Regions from separate parts of the Mus musculus genome. Here region 2 is linked to region 1. The links are chromatin contacts, called in public HiChIP or PLAC-seq maps. All regions are on one chromosome and are shown on one strand. The core of a region is the stretch at or near the end of the contact, and the rest is flanking DNA. Distances in the headings are between cores, read along the strand shown. Region 1 holds the start of Clasp1 (CLIP associating protein 1). Region 2 overlaps Gli2 (GLI-Kruppel family member GLI2).

Region 1 (2,903 bases), core at 180-2,679:
GCCAGGGTGGTGAATGCATGTACTGACACATTATTCAGCTTTAAAGAGGGCACTCTGGACACATGCTACAACATGCACTGACAGCTCTGGAGTCTATTAGACTATGTGAAATGAACCAGTTATAAAAACACCAAGACTGGGCTGGAGAGATGGTTCAGCGGTTAAGAGCACTGACTGCTCTTCCAGAGGTCCTGAGTTCAATTCCTAGCAACCACATGGTGGCTCACAACCATCCATAATGAGACCTGATGCCCTATTTTGGTGTGTCTGAGACAGCTACAGTGTACTTACATATAATGAATAAATAAATCTTAAAAAAAATAAAAAGACCAAGACTATATGACTCCACTTTCAAAATACTCTCAGTATTTTAATCCATAGAAAGCAGAATGGTGGTAATCAGAGCTAAAGGTAAAGAGGAATTACAAATTAACAGGTGCATTTTTTGTATGACAAAAAGAAAGCAGAAGAGTGGCTACTTAACAATGTAAGTGCACTGAACTGTACAATAAAAACCAGCTACAACGTTTCTTTTGTTAATATGCACAAATTCCTTCCCATTGAACTTATCAAACTTTTCTTGGGTTTCTCTTTTCCTTTCCAGTTGACTACTCTCCACACATTGTTCTCCCAGCATACCACCCACTTCCGCTCGGCCCTTGACCCGGCGGTATTTCTTTCTAGAACGCGCTTCAGGGTTTTCCACCCACGGTTAGTAAACTTGCTTGCATTTACATCTTAAAGATGTTACTTTTTCTATATTCAATCACGAGTCCCGTCCTGCATGTGAATCCTATACCTTTTCTGCACCACACAGGTCTGTGATTGGCTTTATTGTTTTGGCTTGCCTTTCCAAGTCCGGAAGATCTGACGGCGTTATCACACATCTCCCAATACATACACATTCCCGCACAAAAGAGTCCCCATAAACACCCAGTCTTGACAGAGGAAGCCAATCCGACACTTTAAAAGTGATTTTCACCAGTGTACAACTGCAACACAAAAGCTCTCAAATCCAAACTGTTGGGTAGCACACGGGCGTAGAAGGACAAAACAGGGCGTCCTTAGGCTCCTTGAAAGTAGCGCTGCAATCTGCATAGCCCAAAAACCTCAGATATAACCTGAAGGCCACGCGGGACGCGAGGCGACGTTGTTGTGAAGGAACTTAGAAAAGAAACTGGCACACTCTCACACCAATCTCAGCAGCCTCCACCTCGCGCCCTGGCTCGCTAAAGCGCGAAGAACGGTTTAAAACCTGGGCTTCCGGTAGCAGCGCTTGTACGCATATTCAGGACAAGCCCAACGCGCTGTCAGCTACGGGAAGTCGCGGGGGCCAATTTCTTTCACTGAAGTCGCCCGGTAAATAGCGGGCACCCGTAACCCAGAAGTGAAAGATTGTTTAATTCAAGTATCAAACACCTCGACAATCAAAGGAAGTTCCGGCTGGAAGCGCTCCTGACTCCTCTCTAGCTCTTTTATCGCACAGCCTTCTCCTAGTCTTGCTCGAGTTTTGCTTCCTCTCCTTTAAAGGCTCTAAACATTCCTTAAATTCTCCTTGGTCACCTTTTTTTATTAAAGCACCTTTATGCTACGGGTCGCCATTCGGGTCAAAGGCAAAGGCGGCGGGACCTGAAACTTCATGCGGGCCCCAGCGCTGGGCGTTACCATAGAGAGGAAGCCACCTCTCTGGGCTGAGATTACAGTCTCTATGGTTCAGCCCGGCCGGTGGCGGTAAGAGGACACAGGGAGACCTCTCTGCGCAGGCGCATTTTGGTTTTTCATTTTTTTTTTTTTTTTTTTTAATCCCCGCACCAAGCGCTTAACCTCATTGGGGTGGAGGAGAAGGCGGTGGCTGTCCGGTCCGCAGCCGCAACAGTAGTGAATAATAGAACTGTAAGTACCGGGTTTAAGACGAAGAATGCTCAGAATGGAGTCCACTGGAGGGCCCTGCTTCTTTTCCGAGCGGCGGCGGGCGCAGGGTCCGGGTGGGGACGGTGTCCAGTGCTGTCAGCCGCTCTGGGGTGCACTTTTGGGGGAGGGGGCGGCCCTGGGATGGGATCTGGGTGAGGACCCAGGACGCGCGGCCTCCGGCTTCAGTTCTGATTGTAGGCTGCTTTGCAGAGGGGAGGTGGGGCGACTGTGGGGTCAAGCCTGGCTTTGTGTGACTGTCTCTTTCAGACCCCACCCCGGGGCCCCTTCCTGACCCGGAGTCTCCCCTGGCCGGCTTGGGAGACGCCAAAGCAGCCCCGGGATCTCTTTGAAAGGAACCGAGATTACACTGAGCGGGAAGGGGCTCCAGGAGAGAAAACCTCACTACAACTAATCATCGGCGAGTGATGGGTGTGGAGAAAGATTCAGAGGGAAGAAGGGGTTGTCGGGGAGGCAGGCCGGGCGGCCGGTGCCCCCAGCCTGGGCCAGACAAAAGCGGAGCAGCCGGGGCCCAGCGGGGTGCGGAAGGTCCCCTTGTCCCAGGAGGGCCCCTCATATAGGATCTTTGCGAAGCAGGGAAGAGCGGACAAGCGCTGAGTTAAGCCTGTGCAGCCTCTCCAACTTGCCTTTGTTGTTCTTCGGTATTGGCAGAGCCGCTCTGACGAAGATGAGTGTGTGATCTTGCACGTTGGTCTGGTTGGATACAATGGAGCGGATTGAATCTTGCTTTCCATTTTATGAGTTGCTTGGATGAGTGTGGGGTTTTCCAAAGTCAATCTCATTACATAATATATCTAGATTTTAAAAATAACTGTGTTTATTTCTTAAATTAAAAGAACAATTAGTTGGAGCCTTAAAGCATGTGTGTCGCATCCGGATGGATTTCTGTGCCGGGATCCGTTCATGAAACACTGACCTAATGGTGGAACCTGTGAGTTCTTTAAACCTGATACTTTAATTTGTGATGTGGCAAT
Region 2 (2,903 bases), core at 243-2,742, 640 kb after region 1:
ACTGTCCAGCTCTGGGCTGTCCTTAGGATCACATGACCTCATACACATGCTTCTACAAGCAGAGAGAAAACTACCAGCTATATGTAGTAGGACACTGAGAAAATTCATGCAGTATTAGACATAGGAAGGTCTAGGGAGATGGCTCAGTGGTTAAGTGTGCTCGCTACAAGCGTGAGTCCCCAGAATCTATCAAAACAAGCAGGTTTGCCTGTAACCCCAGTGTGTGTGTGTGTGTGTGTGTGTGTGTGTGTGTGTGTGGTACAGGGAGTCCAGATGGATTGCTGGGACTTGCCTGCTCCAGATTCAGTGAGAGACTGTGTCAAAGGAATAGGCTGAGAGTGACAGCACAGGACACCTGATGCTCTCCTCACCCACCCAGAGAGCACACCACACATACATGTGCACGCACACACACACACACACACACACACACACACACACACACACACCTCTTTCGTTCAAATGCATGAGTATGCAATCATCCCTTAGGATAACCTTGGAAAAGAGACAGTCAGAGAGTATGGGAAGAAAAAAACCAGACCTCTTGATGACAAAACCTTGGGGCTTGGAGGGGCTGGGAGAGGCATCAGTGGGTAAAGGCCTTACAGCACAAGTATGCTGACCTGTATGTTAGGATTTCAGGTGAAGTAGCCTTGCTCTGTAATCCCCATGCTCCTACAGAGTGGGGGTGAGATGGGAGAATGCCCCAAAGCCCACAGGCTAACTAGACTCCTACAAGTGAGCCTCTGACCTCCACAGGTATGCTGTGTCTCTCCATGCCTGCACACACACACACAGGGGCACACAAGAGTGTGTTTAAAATAGAAGGCAAAACTCCTTGCCCGAGGCTGCCATCTGCCATACACAACACATCTTGTACCCATGTACCTGTATACACACACACACACACACACACACACCACTCACACATATACACATATACACACGCACATGCAGGCTCGCACACATACACACAATTAAGCAGAGTAGTGCTGGCTCAGTCCCCAGCCTCTCCTTGCCTCTCCTTTTCTCTGGGTGAGGAGGGCAGGCCAGCTGGCCTTCAGTCTTGGGTCAGCCTGGACATCTCCAGACAAATTATCCCAACTCCATTTCCCTTGCAGCCAACCAGAGCTCTGGAGATGCAGGTCCCCAGAGCCCACTGACCCTCACTCTGGCTCTCTGAGTTTCCGGCTCCTAGCCTGGCATTTGGACAGTGGGCTCCCCAGGGCCCACCCACAGCCCTCTCTTCAGGCCACAGAGGGCCACAGGCAGCTCTCCCAGACTACAGATGATTTACAGTCTCTTCAGCCATCCATCTCAAGGCCACAGGCTGAGCAGATATTTTCCATCTCCACAGCTGAATGCAGACATTCCAGAGAGCACTGCTTCCTCTCTCCTGAGCTTCTAGGCAGGCGAGGGTCTCAAGCACAACATCTGTGCCTAGGCCCCAGCTCTCTGTCACAGGGAAGGAAGAGACAAAGCCCAGGGTCTTGCAGCCAGGCCTGAGAGGCCCAGTCAGGGGGAGCAAGCCAGGCCTCCCAGCCAGCACCATTCACACCAGGCCCTTCCCACTTCCTCTTTCCCCTTTCTCCCCATGACAACATCTTGAACCAGTGCCTTCACTGGCAAGCCCAAGCACTCTGGGGTTTTGTAGTTCTGAGGAGGCTCCCACGCTCAGCTGTGCACACAGCCCTTGGACAAGCTGCTGAGGTTGCCTGTGGTACTCGGGGCAAAACACGAATCTCCAGCCCACACATGTTCTCTGAGGCCTCTGCTTCAGGGACGGAGGTGAGGTGTCCCTGGCCCTCCCAGCTGTAAGCACCTCACACCCTCCACAGATACACTCAGGGGTGAGGACCGCAGGACCGTGGAATACTTTCCACTGTTTAAAATGGGAACAGCTCTCCTCGTGAGAAAAAATGCAAATTAAATGTCCCGCTGCTGGCCGAGATGGAATAACAGGGACCAGATTTAGGCTCCCACCCGAAACCACCAAAAAACCAGACAAAACATTTAAAGCACGCCAGGCAGTGAAGGGAGGTGAGCCCTACGAGGAGGCCCAGCTTACTGTCTGGAAAGAGTTTGCAGTTCTAGTGCAGACCAAGCAGATCAGCAGATTGCTGGGTGGAGGAGACAGTAAGCACCTAAAGAGTCCCACGGATGCCAGAGTTTGCATGACAACTTCAGAGAGGGGAGATTCAAGCTGGTATCACAGAGGAGATGTGAGGGTCTTGAGACCCTGTAGAATATACTCAATTAGGTTCTATTCTTCCCAGGGTACCGAGAAGGAAGCAGGCTGAAGGCTGCCAGAGAATGGTGCTTGACACACACTTAAGGACGGGTGCTTAGACCCACCAGCCAGGCCTCAGAAAGCACAGAGCTCAGAAGCAGTATGCCTGGATGCAAAGAATCAATACCTGTAAGCAGCTCCCACCCCCATCCCAATTAACACAACTTCAGAGATGAAACTTTTGAGCTGGAGGTACAGGTAGGAGGTAGGGGGCCTGCCTCACACTCAGGAAGCCCTGGGTTCAATCCTCAGCGCCACATAAATCAGGCATGGCGACTCACACTTGTCATACCGGCACTTGGCAGGGATCACACGTTAAAGATGATCCTCGGTGATCCTCGGCTACATAGCTAAGGATCGGCCTGGGCCACAAGAGACCCTGCTCTCCCCTATCCCCCCCCCCAAAAAAAAAGATTAACCTTCCCTCCCCAGCAAATTAACCACATCTCAGAGAAAACATAAAATTTTCAGGAAAGCAAAAAAAAAGTTAACCAATTAATAGCAGAAAATTACAGCATCAAGAATCTACCAAGATTCTCCGGCATGGGCTCCTCACCAAAAGGCGGCAGGAAAATGTAATCTATACTGAATAAAGAAATACGTAAACCATCCC

Evidence for each region. HiChIP or PLAC-seq counts read pairs in DNA pulled down with a chosen protein or histone mark.
Region 2: an H3K4me3 HiChIP or PLAC-seq map of embryonic limb bud shows a contact between it and region 1, with 6 times the contacts expected there. The contact joins the enhancer-like site here to the promoter of Clasp1 in region 1. A contact is called at or near these places in 3 of 39 promoter capture datasets (embryonic stem cells, hippocampal neurons and stem cell-derived epiblast-like cells), 1 of 15 datasets of contacts at CTCF or cohesin (the NIH/3T3 cell line) and 2 of 115 datasets of contacts at active chromatin or transcription factors (embryonic limb bud and embryonic stem cells).

Annotation. Positions count from the first base shown.
Region 1 is chr1:118,387,629-118,390,531 of GRCm38.p6, forward strand. It overlaps Clasp1 (CLIP associating protein 1), which reads left to right and starts at 1,430. Exons shown (of 43, transcript NM_001359328.1): 1 at 1,430-1,893.
Region 2 is chr1:119,032,494-119,035,396 of GRCm38.p6, forward strand. The region is part of intron 1 of Gli2 (GLI-Kruppel family member GLI2); the gene reads right to left. Among named protein-coding and RNA genes, the nearest start is that of Gli2, 20 kb to the right of the region's middle. Within about 2 kb of position 1,493, at least 204 of the 459 cell types and tissues checked have an H3K27ac peak or open chromatin away from gene starts, as enhancers often do. A contact at or near this core is called in the NIH/3T3 cell line, embryonic limb bud and hippocampal neurons, where this site is marked.